2 separate regions of the Mus musculus genome follow, and region 1 is linked to region 2. Evidence: chromatin contacts called from public HiChIP or PLAC-seq data. All regions are on one chromosome and are shown on one strand. Each heading gives the region's core, a stretch centred on a gene start, on an enhancer-like site or on the middle of the called end of the contact. The rest is flanking DNA. Distances are from core to core; before and after follow the strand shown.

Evidence for each region. HiChIP or PLAC-seq counts read pairs in DNA pulled down with a chosen protein or histone mark.
Region 1: a contact with region 2 is called in an RNA polymerase II HiChIP or PLAC-seq map of embryonic stem cells, with 14 read pairs. The contact joins two enhancer-like sites. A contact is called at or near these places in 1 of 15 datasets of contacts at CTCF or cohesin (the NIH/3T3 cell line), 3 of 115 datasets of contacts at active chromatin or transcription factors (all in embryonic stem cells) and 3 of 9 other capture datasets (adipose tissue, liver and pancreatic islet).

What each region holds. Positions count from the first base shown.
Region 1 is chr1:152,067,167-152,072,134 of GRCm38.p6, forward strand. The region is part of intron 1 of 1700025G04Rik (RIKEN cDNA 1700025G04 gene); the gene reads right to left. Among named protein-coding and RNA genes, the nearest start is that of 1700025G04Rik, 21 kb to the right of the region's middle. Within about 2 kb of position 3,430, at least 9 of the 459 cell types and tissues checked have an H3K27ac peak or open chromatin away from gene starts, as enhancers often do. A contact at or near this core is called in embryonic stem cells, where this site is marked.
Region 2 is chr1:151,876,897-151,881,872 of GRCm38.p6, forward strand. No RefSeq gene overlaps it. Among named protein-coding and RNA genes, the nearest start is that of Edem3, 120 kb to the left of the region's middle. Within about 2 kb of position 1,590, at least 35 of the 459 cell types and tissues checked have an H3K27ac peak or open chromatin away from gene starts, as enhancers often do. A contact at or near this core is called in embryonic stem cells, where this site is marked.

The sequences.
Region 1 (4,968 bases), core at 2,180-4,679, 190 kb after region 2:
GTACAGTGCAAACAAACGCCCCATCTCCTTGGAGGGTCCACAGGATGATGGACAGCCCTAGCAGATAATTTATAAATGTACAATCACCCTGTGAATTTCCCACCCGTGGCATTAGCATCAGGAGAGTATCAGGTAAGTTTAGTAGCTCACTTTAGAGCTCGGAACTCTGGGAAGCAAACCTGGCGGGCCTGGACTAAACTTCGGCTTATGAAAGGAGTAGGCTCTGAGGAAATCACGTGGTCAGCACTGTCCCCTACGTGGGATGCTGGATGCTGGGTTAAGGGAAGATGTCACTCACTCTCCAGGGACAACCGGTGTGAAAGCACCTGCTGCTCAGCGACTTATTCCAAACAACAAGGTAGCATCCTCTATTGTCACAAACAAGAAGCATCCACACCCGTCAGTCGTGACCCAGGAGCACCCTTTGGTCCTGCCCACTAGACCTCCAAAGCCTCAAAGCAAAGTCCTTAAACCAAGTCCACTTAGCACCTAAATCCTGGAAACTAGACGGACCCTCAGATCTTGGATTTGAGGCCATAAACTGTCCCTTAAGTAAAAAGATTCCAATGTAAACAGACACGTTATCAGTAAAATACAGAAAATCCTCGAGGGTGTTTCTCTAAACTGGAATTATTTCATTTGCATTACCTAGGTAGGGTTCTATGATTGCCCAAGAGAAGAAACACTAGTTGACAGAGATTTTGAGAAAAGAAATATTTTTTTGGTAAATTAAACTTTCATTGTGCCAGATAAAATAAACAACAACAACAAAAAAAAATCAAAAGGAAATAGAAAACCTGATTGCAAATCTTGTTCAATACCATCATAAACCATGAGTAAGTTTTAGTTATATAAAATGAATTATATTCCATTTCAATTTGCAGAAATGCACACACTTGGATATGAACTGACTCTGGCTACACTAAACCTTGTGCTGCTATTACAAATTTGCCTGCTCAGCATCTTCAGCAGTTAGGGTGAAGGCATAAAATCCTAGATCTATTCAAAAAAATCATCCTGTAACCTTCCCAAGACAATTCCCAATCTTTTCTAGGATCTCATCTCTACTATTATCAAACATTGCTCCTGATGCTGTGTTTCTTAGACAAATTATTCACAGGTCTTTTAGCTTACATACTTTTTTCCCCCAGCCATATCAATAAATCTCTGAAATAAGAAGAAACTTGCAGCTTACTTTTCTAGATAATATAAAACTTTTTTCCCCCTAGCTCCTTCTGCTAAAAAGTATTGACTGTTCCCTTGGCCCACAGTGGAAGTAAGAGATGGAAGCTGGACATCTGCCTACATTTTGTGTCTACAGACTTGACTTTGGCTGAAGGCACAGAGCCGTCATTGTCCTTTACCCTTCCTCTTAGAATCACCTTGGATTCCAGGAACTTCAAAGCCTCCCAGGACAGACCACCCAACAGATGAAGGTAATTACCCATGGGAGACAAGCTGACCCAGGAATGCCTCCTGAAAACCAGCTTATCCCCACAAGCAATAAAGACTTCCTTATTAATACTAGTTTTAATAATGGGTGTGGAGAGTGGTCAGTGCACGTGAGTGCCTGTGTCCTGAAGCCAGGGGGCATCAGGTGGAGTTTCAACCAAACTCAGATCCTCTACATGAGCACTATAAATCCTTCTCCAGACCCAAAAGGGCTTCTTTAACTACCTTTCAGAACCAGAACGGAGAAAATGATCGACCAGACCCCACCTTGACCGGGACTGTGTAAGTACTGTTCCCTTGGTTTCTTCTCTAAAGCACACATTGGTCACGGTGGGACAATGGGCTTGGGGGTCAGTGGACCCCTTTATTTGTCCCTCTTACAGATGCCATCATAGTGAATAAAACCTTCTGTTCTCCACTGCCCATTTATTTAATTGCATACAGGGGACAGTCTGTTGGGGCGTCTAGAGATAGGCCTTTGCCATAGAAACTCTGTTACAGGTGTTATTTTAAATTTTTAGACAAATTTTATTTCAGTTGATATTGAAAAAATAAATTTCCTAGCACCTCTATAACTTCTTTTCCATAGAGAATGTTTAATAGATCACTTTTGTTTCTCATAAGCTTGCCGATATTTCATCCTTTATCCCCATTCTGCTGTATCTCTTTCCCTGCCCTCACACAAATTTATATAAATGCTTGGATTCTCTTTTGCCAGTAGCTTCTCGGCTGTACTGCTAGGGGAAAGGCATAAATAAGAGAAAAGCCAACTGGGGGTATGGCTAAAACCGTAGGATATTACTCAATAACTCGGAATGGTAGAATATGAAACAATAAGTCCTTGGGGCTCCTGGAGTCAACACATCATTTAATTCAATTCAGTCTATATTTGTCACGCCCACTGTGAGCCTGGTATGGTGCTAGGTGAGAGATGAGCTACCCACATAGGCAGGGCAAAGCCCTCATTCCGCAAGAAATTAATTACTGTTCTGGAAGGAGTTGGTAATTCATGACCAAGACAATGCTAATACTTTGGCAAAGCTCGCTTTCTTTCTGTTTGAATTTGCCAGGACCCGTGAAGAAACCCTTCAATCTGGGACACGGGGGACAGAAGTTGCCTTTAAATCCCACCGAGCTCATTTTCCGCCGATTTCCCCTCCCCTTCCTTTAAGTCCACAGTCCACATTCCCATCCTCTAGGAGGTTCACTTTGTTTCATTTACCTCCTTTTGTTTCATTTACTTTGTTTCATTTACTTTGTTTCATTTACTTTGTTTCATTTAGTGTGAAGAGATTTCTTCCTACAATAGGGAAAGATCAGAATCAGATCCAGCATGAGAGGAACCTAACCAGCAAAGAACAAAGAATAGTCTGTGGAGTGGGCGTGGGGATGCGGCTGGACCAAGGGGAGACGCCCAGCAAGAGCCTATCAATCTTAGGCAACCGCAGGCTGAGGTTCCCCCAAATTGCAAAGGATCTGTTTTTTGTACACTGAGTAAATGTGAAGGGAAACTAAAACAAAACAAAACAAACACCAAAAAATAAAAATAAAATAAACAAAAACAAAAGCAAGCAAACAAAAAGACAAAAACCAAAACCAAACCAACCAACCAACAAGATGGCAGTGTTGGGTGCTAAAGCGATGGCTCAGCAGTTAACCGAGTATACTGCTCTTACAGAGGACTAGTTAGCTGCCAGCATCTGAGTCAGGCAGGTTTACAACCGCCCGGAAAACCAGCTCCAAAGGAATCCAACACCTCCAATCTCTGTGGTCGCCTACCCCAAGTGCACAAACCATCCCTGAACCCCCTCCAGCACACACATAATTTAAAATAGTAAGTCTAAAAAAAGAAAATGGAGACCGTTGGGAACTACCCACGGCTCACCTTTCTCCAGAAATGGCTCTAGGTAGTCTCCTGTAGAATGACACTGCCATCTAAGCCCACTGGGTCACAGTGAGAACAGCAAAAGGCACAGACTTTCTGAGTGAGCATTGTAGCGTTGGATAAAAGGCCCCTAATGTGTTGTTTTTGTTATGCATGAGACTTCATCAGCTTGGGTTGTAAGAGAAAGCTGGTGTAATCTGATGTTTCCAATCGTTTCCAACAGCCATTTCAAATGTCAGAGAATCCCCTAAGGGAGACAGAGCCTCTGGAAAGCATGCCTTTGCATTCTGTCCAGCTAGCACTACCCATGACTTTGCCCTTTTCCATGCTCTTATCAGGGATCCTTCTCTGTAAGAAATCAACAGGTTTTTGTTTTTGTTGTTGTTTTAAATCCCTTTTTGATAGAACACTTTTTTTTTTTTTTTTGAGACAGCGTCTCTCAATGTAGCCCTGGAACTCTCTAAGTAGACTACGCTGGCCTTGAACTTACAGAGATCCTCCTACTTCTGCCTCCTAAGAGCTGGAATTAAAGAGGTACACCACCATGCCTGGTGATAGTTATCATTTACTTTATAGTTAAATTTAGCAAAGCTCCAAGCCCTAACAAATGACCCCATCACAATCCACTGTTGGTTTAGATTTGAATGAAAGAAAGAAGAGAGAGAGAGAGAGAGAGAGAGAGAGAGAGAGAGAGAGAGAGAAGTCACAGCAATTCTGCAGTGTTTTCCCACTGCTACGGGGATGCTGGAGTCTTCTTCATAGGCAGGAGCTCACACAAACCTTCTGAACTCTGTGCCTGCTATGGAATCAATTGACCGAGATTTTTGGGTTCCCTCAGCTGCCCATCTAGTCACTGAAAAGTAGTGTTTCAGCTCAGTATTTATGTTTAATTTGCAGAAACACCACCACCAAAAACAAGCCATTCCCCACTGTGATGTAACAATATTAACATTCACACACTTCCCGGTTTTAATAGAGCAATTTTAATGTTTTACAAAGTGTACTGAGTCATCTACCTACTCAGCAGGGAGATGCGAGAATTGCTGCCGTTTCTATTTAGTCTTCTCCTCCCTGACTGCCTAATCTTAGTATTATTGGTCTGTTAATCCTCCAACTACTCTGAGTAGTATCAGTCATTTGAGCTAACAAGGTTAGAGGCCAGGTTAATAAGATGTGAGAACCAGAAGCCAGACTCCCAGTGCTACCTGATGGCCTTTAAATGCTCCTTCTCTCCCAGTATCCATTATCCCATCTGCCCAAAGAGTACAAGGACCAGACCCTCCCTGCAACTGTAAACTCTTCCTTCCATCATGACTCTTCCAACACATGCACGCACAGACACACACACACAACACACACAAACACAGACATACAACACACACACACTCACACACAACACACACAGACACACAACACACACAGACACAAAACACACACAGACACACAACACACACAAATACATACACATAAACAGACACATAACACACACACACAACACACACACACAATTTCTACATACTTGATAAAAAGGTGCCTATGTCAAATATAACACTCGTGTGGCATCTCAGCCTCCATGTATAGTTTGCCAGAACTATACATATATATCGTATCCTGTCTTAAACATTCTTGTC
Region 2 (4,976 bases), core at 340-2,839:
TGACTAGGCCATCTTTTGATACATATGCAGCTAAAGACAAGAGCTCCCGGGTACTGGTTAGTTCATATTGTTGTTCCACCTATAGGGTTGCAGTTCCCTATAGCTCCTTGGGTAATTTCTCTAGCTCCTCCATTAGGGGCCGTGTGACCCATCCAATAGCTGACTGTGATCATCCACTTCTGTGTTTGCTAGGCCCCGGCATAGTCTCACAAGAGAGAGCTATAACTGGGTCCTTTCAGCGAAATCTTGCTAGTGTATGCAATGGTGTCAGCATTTGGAAGCTGATTATGGGATGGATCCCTGCATATGGCAGTCACTAGATGGTCCATCCTTTCGTCACAGCTCCAAAGTTTGTCTCTGTAACTCCTTCTATGGATGTTTTGTTCCCATTTCTAAGAAAGGGTAAAGTGTCCACACTTTGGTCTTCATAAGGGGTTTCTACAGAAAATCGCTGTGTGTGTGTGTGTGTGTGTGTGTGTGTGTATGTGTGTGTGTGTATGTGTGTGTGTATGTGTGTGTGTGTATGTGTGTGTGTATGTGTGTGTGTGTATGTGTGTGTGTATGTGTGTGTGTATGTGTGTGTGTAAGTGTGTGTGTGTGTGTGTGTGTGTGAATACAATCTCATTTTGCAGTCTATACTGGTTTGGAACACTGAATTCATAGCAGCCCTCCTCATTCAGTGTTCCACTGGAGTGCTGGGGTCACAAGTGTGAGCCATCATACTTAGCTTTCAATAGAGCAAATGTAAAATCTGTCCCTTGTAGGTATAAACTGCCACTAATTATAAAAGAAAGGATCCAAGTTTATGAGTTTTTATGAGCCAAGCTGGTTTTGAAGATTCATTTTTTTTCAGTTAGATTTATTAAGGGATAATTAAATAATACAAAATACACCTTTGAATAGTGTTTGATATACTCTGCCTCTAGGGAATGGCTTAGGATCCCTTTGCAATTTCCTCCGTCCAAATCCTCTGCAACACTGATCCGATTCTGTCGTCGTGATTTTCCCTTATGTCATAGAAGGGGAATTGAAGACTGGCACCCTTCACTTAGTCAAATGCTGTGGGTGTTCTTTTGTATTGTATCTCTGAGTAACTCCCCCTTACCATTTTCGTTCTATTATATGGATCTACCATACCTGTTAAGCCATTTTTCAGCTGATGGACATTTGAGTAGTATTTATCTTTTGGAAATCATGAATAGTTGCCATGGAGATTACTGCACAAGTCTTGGGTGGGTGAGATTCTTTCTCTTGAATAAGTAATGGAGTGTGGGATTTTTTGGAAAACATGTCACATAAATGCCCTCAATTCTGAGGTTACAGACACTTGTGACCACACCCAGACTATAGCGTGGGTGCTGGGGTTCAAACTCAGGACCATGTCATGATTGCTCAGCAAATGATCTTACCCACTGAGCCAGCTCCTCAGCTATGAGTTTTTTAGGTAGCTGAGGTTGACTTCTTGGCTCTACCTCCTGTGCCAGGATTACAGGTGTGGAGCAATCCCATCCTGCATCAGCACCATCTATTTAAAGGACAACTGTGCTGGGAGTGGTGGCATTCACTTGTGATCTTGGCAGTCCAGAGAGGCTAAGGCAGGAGAATGGGGAGTTTGAGGGCAGCCCACGCATGCTATTAGTGAGTTTCCTGATCACTCAGAAACAATGATTACTTTGTCTCAAAACAAACAGAAAACAAAAGGCAATGCTTTCCCGGAATGAATTACTGTGACACCTTTGTTTGGAAGCAATTGATCATGAATGGGTGGGTCTGTTTCTGGACTCTTACTCCTAATTATGGTAATCTTAGAAACAGGCTTTGTTATTTCAGTCAACTGGTCAGGTTTTAAATAGACAGAACATTTAGAACCGGTGGCTGTCGGTCTCTTTGGATCTCAGGATTCAAAGCAAACACCATTTGTGTGTGTGTGTGTGTGATGGAAACTCCAGGCAGGCAGGCAGGCATGCCATGCCAGGCTCCAGAGGCTCCCGTTTTGTTCTGAGGAGCAAGCTAATGTTCTCCCGCAGGTGAGCATACATACATCTGTGACTGGGACGTCAATCTGAACCACTCATACCCCAGCAAAACAGGCGGAGGCTTTCTCACAGGTACCCTTCCCTGCACGAAGTTTCTGGTTTACAAGGATTCTAACTCATAACGCAAGAACATCACAGGCTCCAGGACCAGAGTTCTCTGGGAGGAGGTTGAGGAGGGCTGGAGAGAAAGCCAGAACAAAGGCGTAATATTCTAGACGCTTTGCCACCATTATGGCAGCAGGGTCCTCTAGCAGGATGAGCCAGAGCTGAGGCCACGATTGCCGCATGGCCAGCTTCCCTGGGGCTTCTCAGAAAGCCAGCCTTTCAGCTACAGAGCTGCTGCCTGTTCTTAGACGGTGGATTGTTAGCGGGCTCGAAATAGACCATTCATTTTCTTCTTCTTTTAGCACAGAAGGGTCTCACATCTCCAAACACCACCAGGGACCTGAATGTTTCCAGTCAAAACCTTCCCCAGACCACAGACCTCTGGTAAGAGGAAAGGCTTTGGAGGGCAAAGAACCACCCACCAGCCTGGAAACCACAGAGTACACAGGAGACAGAGGCCTCTTGCTCTTAAATACTGGGGGCCTACCACCATTGATCCATAGATGCTATCTTCCCAGTCGGCCTTCCCCCTACTCTCCGCCTCAAGAAATACATCAGTTTGCTAGGTGTGGGGAGCACTGATTGGCTACTAGCTGTCATGTGCTCTCAGAAGCTGCCTGTCACAACCAATCGCGCAGTAAGAACGGAGCACAGTCCTGTGGGGAATGGGTGCGGTTCTTCAGTATCCCTTAGTGCAATAGTCATCTGGTGGATACCAAATCACACGCGTTTCTTGTTTAGAAGAGATCACGTGCTGTTGGGAGCTACGGAGACTTTGGGCCAGACAGGGTCCAGTGGATGCGTGACTTTGTTATGGCAAGAGAGTTGGCAGGAATGGTTTGGGGAGAACCCGGTACAATGCCTGAGATACTAAGATGATGCTTGCAGATCGCTACTGTTTCTCACTCATGAGCCTAAAAGGTTGAGAAGAGAGCCACCAGCTCGGGAAAGCAGCGAGGGAGAAATAAAGGGGAGGAGGGAGAGCCAGGAATTAGTAGGCAGCAGCCATTGTGAGAAGGGCTGCGGGTAGAAACTGCGCGTAATTCCATACCCGTGCCTCAAGGCAGTGCGGATCTACGGCGGAGGGTTTCCGGTGGGATTCAGGATAGGAAGGACATACTTCAGACACCAGTTTCTGTTGAAGGATGGGCAGAGTATCCTAGAAGAAAGGCAGATGAGGAGGTTCTGCGTGGCTCTGGCAGAGGCTGGAGTGATGCCAACGGCATGTCATCCTAAGATGTAAACATGAAGGGTACTAGAGCCGAATGGTGATAAGCAAGGCCTCTGAGTAGAACAAGCCTGAGTTGGTACTGTGTTTCTACCATTTATTGCTGTATGACCTCGGACAAGTTAATCTCTTTGAGGCTTAGTTTCTTTAACTATAAAAGAGTCAGTAGCTATTTCTCTTTTCTTCCTTTCTTCTTTTTCTCTCTTTCTCTCTTTTTCTTTTTCCTTTATTTTTGGCAGCACTTTAGCATTTTATTTATTTATTTATTTTATTATTTTTATAACTTTTTTTCTTATTCACTTTCATCCCACTCACTGCCCCCTCCCAGTCACCAGGAGTGAATTATATGAGCTCACGAGGATGGGTCAGAGGATGGATCTGCTGCCTATGTGATGTGGACTGCCAGTCCACTCTGCCAGTGTTCAAGCAACTGCTTTGGAAATCAGGAAAGTCTGGAGACCATGTTACCCAGGATGCTTCAGCCTCCTTTCCAATCCTTATTTGCGTATCTACATTTTGGAGGCTCCTCAAAGCTCTTCCCTTCCAGGTGTACTGGGGGTGGGGGATGGGGAGAGATATTTGAGGCGACCTCTGCTTTCAGCAATATCCTCTGAAGGGTCTGAGATACAGTCAGGAATGCCAGGCCCATCATTTCAAAGATAAAGGAGGCTTTGGGAAAACTTGACGTCAGGTTTCTCCTATTGTTCCTTGGGACAAAGCCTGTGAGAAGAGGGTGGGGACTAAAGTCAGACAAGGCCTTGTTAGTGACTTCAGTTTCATTCCTAGCAAGACAGAGCTTGGGAAAAGAATTGATTCCCTTTCATGTGTCCCCCGCTCCTCACACACTACTCAAACCGAGCCTTTAAATCTAAAACCCCATTTGTATTCCAGTCTGATCATAGGGTACTGGGATCCCTGTGGGCACCAGCCTGGGTTTGTGATGGGTAACTATCCTTTGGAGACTTTCAAACTGACATAACTTTGAGGGATCAGCCAGCATCCTCTACCTTGCCTGCATCCCCAGCTTCCAGCTGCCCCTCACGCCAGGGGAGGAAGATGAGTCTTTACAGCTGCAGGTTATTGGGGACTCTCTATGCTGTTGCATGCATGGCTCTCAGTCCTCAATCAGACAGGAAGCTGCAGAACTCAGCATCAGACTCATGGCCCAGTGCTGAGCATACCAATGGCCTGAGCTCTGCTAACAATTGGAGCAAGTGCTTGACATTCTAGCCATGAGCCTGGCTGCCCTGTTTTGGGTCATACATCAGCAGGCAATTCCCATTCTTACCAAGATGCTCTTCCTTTGCCACAGTATTAGTAACATCAGCTCCTTTCCTCAAAGGCACTGGGGGTGCCCAAGCCCTGCTTTTCTATTCAGTCAGCTGAGGAGACCTTGCAGGGAGTCTAAGTTTTCTCCCCACACTCCCCACATCAGTCCCCTGAAACCCACTGTCCTTCTTCATGGAGAGGCTTTTCCGGGAGTGGATATTTGCTTTCCGTGGTTTGCTGACAGCAGAATGTAAAGAGCTCTCTGGGTTGAGTTCTAGCCTCCCACAGTCAGGCTTGTCATAGCAGGGCTAGCTGGGTCGATGCAGGGATGGAGCTAT